Regions from separate parts of the Mus musculus genome. Here region 2 is linked to region 1. A link is a contact called in public promoter capture Hi-C data. All regions are on one chromosome and are shown on one strand. Each heading gives the region's core, a stretch centred on a gene start, on an enhancer-like site or on the middle of the called end of the contact. The rest is flanking DNA. Distances are from core to core; before and after follow the strand shown.

Region 1 (4,602 bases), core at 1,861-4,360:
AAGCTTCCTTGCGCCCTGTGCTGGAGGTACACATGGATAAGGGGGAAGAAGTCATCTAGGTGCTCCTGCAAGGTGGGCCCCACACCAGGCTGCCCACACCACAGCTCAAACTTCACAAGGTGGGTGCCGCTGTACTGAAGCAGGAGGCTGGCAATGCCCAGGGCTGTCTGTGTCCGTCGGGCCAGGCAGTACTCAAGCACGCCCTCGGGGACCACAGGGGCCAGCACGGGGTCTTTCTGAAGAGTCTGAAGGAATACCGTGTCCAGCTCATGCTCAGCCAGAGTGGGGAGCAGAGCCCCCAGGCCTCGCACATACTCGGCGCACCAGAGTAGCTCACTGCTCTGCAGCTGATCCTGGTGGCTGCTTGCCAGCAGTTGTACCAGGGTCTTTCCAAGACTGCTTAAGTGTCTCTCCTTCCCAAGAGACTGTGTGCCTTGCTGGGTCAGCAGGTGGGCCTCTGGCAGGGCCAGTAGGGCCAGGGTGACTTCTCGAATCTGGACACCTTCCATGTACGGGTGCAGCTCTCGCAGGGCCTCCAGCTGAGGCAGAGTCTTGGGCGTTGAGGTTGAGTTCAGAGTCCTTGTGCGGAGCTCTATCAGCACACTTTGAGTGATGGCTTCTGAGTACTTTGCCAGAAGGCCCAACTGGCCCAGTTTATGGAGAATTGGGGAACTTGCCACCAGTAGCTGAAGAACCCCTGCACTGAAGTGGGCTGCTAGGAGCTTCACAAGAATAGGGCTGAGCGTGTGGGGGGGCAAGGCTTTCTGCTCCAGGGCGAGAAACCAAGTCTCCAGTGTGGGATGTTTAAGGATAGCCAGCAGCAGCTCCTCTATCGTCTGAAAAACAAAGTCAAGGGCATACTTCATTCATCACAGAGCCAGAGGGAGGCCACAGCTACCGAAAGCGTTCTGTGTTCTCAGTGAGACAGATGAAGGAGCACTTTGTAAACCTGCTCTGTCCTACCCCAACTTGTAATGTCACTCTCAGGCATGCCTGCCACCTCCTGACTGTGGTGCTCTCAGGACACTATGGTCCTCTGGGCTGTCTGCACCTCCCATCCACTCCCTGCACAACAATGACAACCAGCCTAGGGGACAGTGTGTGCCCGCCTAGTCATCATTCCCCAGCAGCTCAGACATAACACAGCAAAACTGCCTTCCCTGTCATTCAACGGAGGAGATGGCCATGCAGAAACAACAAGGGAGTAATAGCAGGTCACCTGCCGCCTGTCAGTGCCTCGCTGGTGGCTTTGCTCTACTGAACAGACCTGGTGGAGGGATGGTTCTATCCTAACAATTGGGGCAGAGTGATCAAAGTTAGACAATGTCCTTGGGGAGGTTGGACAGAAACTAACGCACAACTATGTACTGAAGCCAACCCTGTCTCCACTTTCAAGGCCCCCCAAGAAATGAGTTCTGGCCCAGGTGAATTCTAAGTCCTAACAGGCAGGCTGGAAAATGACCGAGCCCGGTCTATCTCTCCTAGTCTTACCAAACACGATTCCTGTAAGATGGCCTACTGATTCCCAGGGACACCAACAAGTTTCTTATACCATGTTTGTTTCTGAGGGAAGCAAAGGAACCTATCCCCTTTCCAACAAGGCTTTGCCAAACAGAACCCAGAGATCCATCTCCCAGAAACCAATGTGGAGGTCAAGGGAGAAAGCAGCCTATTTCAGTCAGACTGAAATGAGAACTTACTTCTCTCCAAGCCCACTGGGAGTTACCTGGCATACTACAACAGGAGAGCGCTGCTGCAGCAGACATGAGCCCCAGTCAGCAGCACACAGTTACCTGACCCTCACTCGGACGTCCTCAGGAGGCTCAGGGTATAGATACAAACAAGAGCTGAGTGCTGGCTTGACTATAAAGGACTAATTGGAAAGAAAAAACCCAAATTAAGCTGCTCTCCCTGGGCACGGGTAATAGATGGCTTGCAACATCTCAGGTGTAGTTTTCTACATTTCTCTATTTCCTACAGTGAACATACAACTCAGAAATAGCCAGTACCTGAAAGCTTGTGGGAAAAGGCTGACAGGCCGAGTGGGGGAGGGGAATACCTTGTCAGTAGCCAACTCAAGGGAAGCCACAGACTCCATGTCCAAAAAGAGATCCGACTCGGCCCGGGCAGCCTCTAGCTTCTGCTGGTTCTGGGCGTCCAGCCGCTCAGCGTGGATGACCAGCTGCTTAAGGAGGCCCAGGAGGGACTGAAGCAGAGCTGGGCCCACACTTCTGCCCAGCTGGAAGAAACACATGGCCCTCAGACAAGGAAGGGCTGACCAGTCACAGAGTAGTGACTGCCAGGCCCCTGTGGAATCACAGCAGGAAACTGGAGGGGAAGGCCAACGAGGGAAGACTTGGATGCAGAGTTTCCAAGTTCCTCTCACATGGGAGATTGGGCTTCCTCCACAACTATAAGGCAATCCATCTTCCCTTCCCACCGTCCTTCCCCAGATTAGCCCAAGCTGTAGCCAAGAGAGCACTTGGCATGTCCTCACTACTCACATGTCCTCACTACTCACAGGGGCATGGGGTAAGGCAAATTCGTCTTCCTAACACCTCAGTGAGATACAAATGTTAACTCAGCTAAAGTAAGGCGAAGGATGGCTTGGCAGGTAAAGGCACTAGGCTTGATGAGTGCAGTCCCCAGGAGCCACACTGTGAAAGAAAATCGACTCCTACATGCCAGCCTCTGGCCTCCACATGCACGCATGTGCACATAAATACACAACACTATAGTAAATAAATAAATGTATGAAGGCTGTTTTTGGGGGGGGAGGGTGGTTTTGATTTTTCAAGACAGGGTTTCTATTTGTAAACTTGGCTATCCTGGAACTCACAGAGATCAGTCTGCCTGTCTTCCGAGTGCTGGGATTAAAAGTAATTAAAGGTAATGTGTACCACCCCCTGGCTTTTTTTATTTAATAAGAGGACCGGATCAGCCAGGAAACCTAATGTAGGAAAGTGTAAAAGCACAGCAGCCGAGTTCAAACGTGAGCTGCTGGACTCACAATCCATGGAAGACAAGCCTGGACATGCTGCAATGGCCGGGCACCACAGGAAGGGCCTTGTCCTGAGTCCACACACTACCCCGACAGACGAGCGCTGCTGCCTCTGCACAGCTGTTCAAGGAGGGGCCCAGCACGGGAACTGCAGAGCTAAGAGTCAGGTCCTAGAACTGGGGTCTGCCTTGTGGCATTATCCGGATTCCTGTCCCTCCCCGTGGTGCAGACTCAAAAGAGCACATGCTCTGCATGTGGGGGGCTGGAGGAGAAGGGAAGGCACTAACCTGGCTGAAGTTCTCCACGGTGCTCTTGAGGTACAGCAGTACCTGCTTGGCTGAGCGCAGCATGTGCTGCAGAGCCAGGCTTGGGACAGCGGCGAGAAGCTGTGCCTGAACACTCTTATCCCCAAGTGTCTGGCTTTCATAGGCTGTTTGCAGCAGCGTGGAGAAGCAGGAAGATGGCGGGAGTGTACATGGTCCTGAGCTGCTGGACACCTGCAGCGGCTGAGGGATCAAAAGGATAGGATGGGAAGGAAATGACCTCAGAAGCAAAGGCTACACACACTGCTGACAACTGTGGTAATGTGTAATGAAGGGCATTTCACACTAAGCATGCAGGGCAGTGTGGCACTGTACTCAAGGGAACTCCATCCCAACACTGACAGCCAGAGATTATCCTAAAGTGTACCTGCTGACAGAATGCACAGGTACCTAGCACTCGGTACAAACAGACCTTTCAGTGAGGAGCTGACTGCCTCAGACATAGGGTTTGATCACTGTGTTACCAGGAAGATTTGCTGCAAACTAGAAAAGCACCCCACCTAAAGCAAAGGCCTGCTGCAAGCTACCTGCCCACCCCTCAATATCTTGTCAAAGGACTGGGGAGGGGGAATAGTTAAAGGAAAAGGATCCAGAGCAGTCCTGCTCCAAACAAGTTATTCCCTAATAACTGCCAAACTGCCATTTAAATCTATACATGACTCACACACATGACTTCCTTTAGCTAATGAGCTCAGACACTGTGTCCAGAAGCCCAGTGGTTCTCAAAGCACGGTCTGAGGACCAGGGTAGCAGCAGCATTACCTGAGACAGTGGGACAAAGGCTGGGTCTTAGGACCCCACTCCATAGCGGCTAGCTAGGTCACGATTATGACCAGAGCCTGGCAACCAGGTTTAAATAAGTACCACAAAGGATGAATCCAGCTGGGATCCACTCCAGAGGGTGGACACCAACACGGCTGGCACAGGCAGAGTGGCACTGAACTAAACCATCTGGTGACTGTTGGTGACCATGGCCTCTTTACAGAGGAAAGTGGCAATCCCTATTCTGAACATAAGCTCTGCAAACAGACTGACTAAACCTTGTCCCATCGCTAACTGCTGGTGCAAGCTCTCTTCACGTGTATATAAAGGGTGATCAGTCTTGGCCTGCCTCTCAGAGGTAGTGGATCAAATGGCTTAAAATACACACAGAATACCACCAAAATGGCTGCCATCATAAGAAAAAGGCCCTACGCTGTCTGCATTTTTAAGCATAGCTGAGATGGAATGAATCCACTCAAATCCACAGCAAGGTTGACTCTGCCCCAGTGTGTAGAC
Region 2 (4,769 bases), core at 2,238-4,737, 39 kb before region 1:
GAGCCAGCCCCAACTGAATATTGTCCTTTATAAGAGTTGCCTTGGTCATGGTGTCTCTTCACAGCAATAAAATCCCAACTAAGACAGTCAGGGTGCTCATCACAGCAACAGAAATTAAAGAGGGACATTGCAATGTAGGTGGTGTGTGGAGACAGAGGCTACCATTGTCCTTCAACTGTTGATCTTTGCCTCTTGTGAACTTTCCTTCTGATTCTCTTTCCCAGTGAAGGATCTGACCAATTTTACTTTTTAAACTGTGGAATGAAGGACTGAACATGTCAAAGTGGAGGGACAGAAAGAACTGAAACCATAAAGGGCAGAAACATGGCATTTCACCAGTTACCCCGTGCTGTACAAGACAGCACCCCAAAGTTCGTGACTTACAACAGCAGCCGTCTGGCCTGGGGAGGCGCCCCCCACTGTTAACGGATTTGCCTTGAGAACATGAGGACCCCAGAACCCATGTCAGAAAGTAACCAGAGGTGACAGACGGTTCATGCTGTTATCTCTGCCCTGGAGGTGGATACAGGCACCCTTGGGGCTCACAGGCCAGTCAGCCTAGCTCACTGGTTGAGCTCCATCCAGGTCAGTGAGAGAGAACCTCAGAAAACAAGGTGCATGGCCCTCAAGGAATGACACAAAAGTGATACTCAAGATTGTCCTCTGGCCTACACGGAGAGAGGGAGAGAAAGGGGGCATGGAGAGTGAGCGAGCGAGAGAGAGAGAGAGAGAGAGAGGGAGAGAGAGAGAGAAAGAGAGAGGAGGCACATCAACACACACACACAGAGAGAGAGAGAGAGAGAGGAGGCACATCAACACACACACCAACTTTCACTTAGCACAAATTCTCACAACTCTATGGACTGCCCATGTGAAGCAGGCTGGGAGGGGGGGAGTTGACCTCCGGGTTTAGACTGCTTCCTTCCTCACCGATCTACAGCCATCTGCATACCATGGAGGTGGCAGTGCTGTGGGGGTTCACCTCACTCTCACTGTCCAGTTTGCCCCTGGCTCCCAGGAGGCCAGCCCCTGCTGTCAGTGCTGCTGGAGAATGTGAGTCAAACTCCTGAGACCTTGGCCTGGAACTTACACAACGTCTTTGTGGGATTTGTTTGTTGTTTTCTCAATGCTGAGAACTGAACCAACCCAAGGCCTTGTAGAAGCTCTGCGAGTACTCTGCCACTGAGTCACATCCTGGGTCAATAGGACCTCTACTCAAAGCCAAAGCAAGTCACAAGGACAGCTCCTATCCAAGGGCCCCCTGTTGAAAAAAATCTAAATGCTTACCACTGTGGGAAAACGAATTACACGGTGTCCCTACAACACTAGGTAGGAACAGAACGGAGTGATCCCTTTGTATGTGCTGGCAGGGGGAGCTGGAAATCAAAGGTGTGCTGGGCTGTGTTATGTGATCAAATACATAGGTCTCAGATGGAGTTCCTGAGTCACCAACTTCATTCATCCATACCTGGGCTTATGCTAATGAGGTGATAGGTAGAGACTTGGGAGCTGTCAGAGGACCCAGTCATAGCTATTAGAGAACTGGAACTCAGCCTGGCAGTGGTGGATTTCTTGAAGTTCGAGGTCAGCCCGGTCTACAGAGTGAGTTCCAGGGCTATACAGAGAAACCCTGTCTTGAAAAACCAAAAAGGGGGAGGGGGCAAGAGAGAGAGAGAGTTGAGAGAGAGAATGAGAACTGGAACTCTTAGCCTATACCATACTTTAGTCTCTGGGGAGAGCCTTAAGGATAGATCTCACCTGGAGATTGAGACCAGTCATAGGACCTCTGTGCGCACTAGAACCCTGAGATCCTCTACAAGGAGTTTGGGGTAGCCCCCCATTGCAGGAGGGGAGGGGCTGTTGGGGGAGGAGGGGATGGACCTGGAGAAGGCCAGGAAGCTCCCTACCTCCACCTAACACCTCAAAATGAAGGGAAGCGTCCTTAGTGTAAACACCTTTGCTTCCTTGGCTTTTAGTCACAGCTGTAGCTTCTAGCCACAGCTTTGGTGGTCGCAGGGCTAAGCCACACTCTCCATGGCTTTGTTCCAGGTAACCCCTTTGACGTGTGCTAACAGTTGCCTGCGTTGTTCAGAATCTGGAGGCTGCTCTGGTCTGCCTTCAGTGAACGCTGACACACTGACCTCCCACTCCCCCCACCCCCTGCTTGTTCCTGTGCATGAGGTCAGAGAGCTGCAGATTACCAGTAAAGCATACTAACGCCACTGTGTTCTGTGAAGAGCCACAAAACTTGATGACACATACTCAGGCCACCCATAACTCTTATCCCTTCCCTCCAATCGTCTTTTATGAAAGTCTCAGAGCAGCCTGTCTCTCTGCGGTTTTAAGTGTCCCTGCCCCCTCTCCTCAGGGTCACAGAGTTGAGGCCTCTGTGCCTTTACCCTTTGCCTCACACAGACTCTGCTGTACAAAGCACTTCCAAAGGTTGGCATGCTCTGTGTTGTGCAAATCGGGCCTGGCTTGGTAGCAACAGCTTCCGTCTGACTATATGCGAGTTGTGTCCATTTAGGCTACACTAGGAATCCAGTAAGGGATTGCTCTCCCGAGTCCTGAAACTATTTCAGCACATGACTGAACCTGAGGGGAGGGGCTTGTGGGACCCTCCGCGTCCAGCCAGTACGTCAGAACTGAGGTGACAACGTAGGGTTTAGGATTAACAGCTGCCATGGGGAGAGACGTGTGATTCTGTGCGACTGCGCCCAGAACCCTAGGGCATCTGTCAACTTTGAGCAGTTTATGTCAGAAGTGAGCTCAGTTATAAGACAGTGTCTGGCCGGGCGTGGTGGCGCACGCCTTTAATCCCAGCACTCGGGAGGCAGAGGCAGGCGGATTTCTGAGTTCGAGGCCAGCCTGGTCTACAGAGTGAGTCCCAGGACTCACCAGGCAATACAGAGAAACCCTGTCTCGAAAAAACCAAAAATAAAAAATAAAAAAAAAAAAATAAGACAGTGTCTGCAGACAACAGGAACTTGCCTGGTCAACTGTTAAAAGGACCCGGGATCAGTGACGAGATAGTGCCTAACTCCAAAGGCACTATCTATCCCACGGTGCCTCGCGGATTAGCTGCTCCTACCAATAGTCTTCATAGTCTGGGTGCAGCACATAGGTCTTGTGTGAAAGACTGAACGTCAGGAGCAATAACCTAGGAGCAGGCCCCTCAGAAGCCTGGATTCCTCCTTACCCTCGGTGTCAGCTAAGAGCTGGGTCGACCCTTGTGCTCAGTCCTGTGGGCTGCTGACCAGATATACCGCGGGTTCCTGGAAGCTTGGGTAAAAGCTGGGGACACATTCAGCTAAGAGGTGCGATTGGGGGTTCTAGTTAACATGCACATCGCAGAGTACATACGGGGCCTGCCTTCGGAATCCAAGCCAGAGGTCTACTGGTTGCTTAATAGCACGGAGAACTGCCTCAGAGTAAGTCAAGGACGCTGGCAGGCTTCCCTTGCGATTGCATTAACTATTCATTTATCAGAGGCAAGAGAGGACGGTCATGTCCAGCACTGCTAGGCACTTTCTGCCGTCATCTGAGTTCTTGCCCAGTTCCTCATCCTTCCACGGAGAGGCAAGCTAGAGCCGAATGGGAAGCCGCGTCTCTAGTAGCCTTTGGAGGTTTGTCCAGGAGAGACAGGAACCAGAAGCCCTACAGGGGAACGGCCCCCTGACCTTCCAGCCATGCAGCTCTGATAAGTAGGCAGGCCCCATGCCGGGAGAGCCACAGACAAGCCGGGTGATTCTGATAGAAATTAGTTAAGCAATCTTGTCTCTGGGGCTCACGGCCCAGCTGTGGGTGCGAGCCTCTGACAGACACTGTCGTCAAAGCCACAGTCATGGCCAACGGGACCGACGCCTCTGTCCCGCTCACCAGCTATGAGTATTACCTGGACTACATAGACCTCATTCCTGTGGACGAGAAGAAGCTGAAAGCCAACAAGCGTAAGTCGGAACACAGGAAGGTGACCAGGCAGAGGCTGGGGCTGGGGCTGAGCCGGGGGTGAGGCCCTCTTGGCTTTGCCCGTCCCTTACTAACTCTGGCAGACATGCTCAGCAGGGTTAACATGGCTGGTGCTCACACAGACATAAGCGAATCAGGCATGGGACTCAAACTGTATCTGTAACTTTCAGTAGTAAACTTTCTCTGAGTTAACTTGCCATAAAATCAAGCAAAATGTTTCTTTTAAAAATTCACATCTATTTATTTAGGGGGTGGGGGTACAGCTGTGAAGGTCAGAAGACAGCGTGGGGACTTGTTCTATTTCCTCCAGCACATGAGCCCCTGGTATGGAAACTGCCCGGCTTGGGAGCCTTTCATCCGCGGAGCTCTCTCGCTAACTCAGAGTGACCTTTTAAGATGAATGCATTTGTTCACCTCTCTGTCTCTGTCTCTGTCTCTGTCTCTGTCTCTGTCTCTGTCTCTGTCTCTGTCTCTGTCTCTGTCTCGTCTCTGTCTCTGTCTCTGTCTCTCTGTCTCTCTGTCTCTCTGTCTCTCTCTCATACACCTTATTTTTATATTTATTTTATTTCTGTTTCTATTTATTTTATATTTATTAGTGTATATTAATTGAATAAAATAATGGGTTTCATTATAACATTTCCTAATGCAGATAATGTAGATAGTGTGGTTTTCTTTGTCTTTGTTTCTTTGAGAAGGGGGATCTTATTACATAGCTTTGGCTCTGCTGGTACTCACTACATAGCACAGGCTTTGCTCAAACTCACAGCAATCCTCTTGCCTCGGTAACCCAGGTGCTGGGG

What was found. Promoter capture Hi-C pulls out the DNA fragments that hold promoters and counts their contacts.
Region 2: a contact with region 1 is called in a promoter capture Hi-C map of embryonic stem cells, with 3 times the contacts expected there. The contact joins the promoter of Mrap here to the enhancer-like site in region 1. A contact is called at or near these places in 19 of 39 promoter capture datasets (the 3T3-L1 cell line, 3T3-L1-derived adipocytes, the HPC-7 cell line and 12 more), 4 of 484 Hi-C or Micro-C datasets (brown adipocytes and liver), 1 of 115 datasets of contacts at active chromatin or transcription factors (embryonic stem cells) and 4 of 9 other capture datasets (adipose tissue, embryonic stem cells, liver and 1 more).

Annotation. Positions count from the first base shown.
Region 1 is chr16:90,774,066-90,778,667 of GRCm38.p6, forward strand. It overlaps Urb1 (URB1 ribosome biogenesis 1 homolog (S. cerevisiae)), which reads right to left. Exons shown (of 39, transcript NM_029497.1): 20 at 3,289-3,507; 21 at 2,060-2,239; 22 at 1-836. Among named protein-coding and RNA genes, the nearest start is that of Urb1, 34 kb to the right of the region's middle. Within about 2 kb of position 3,111, at least 11 of the 459 cell types and tissues checked have an H3K27ac peak or open chromatin away from gene starts, as enhancers often do. A contact at or near this core is called in embryonic stem cells, where this site is marked.
Region 2 is chr16:90,734,720-90,739,488 of GRCm38.p6, forward strand. Mrap (melanocortin 2 receptor accessory protein) reads left to right here and starts at 3,488. Exons shown (of 3, transcript NM_029844.4): 1 at 3,488-3,950. The coding sequence starts at 3,845.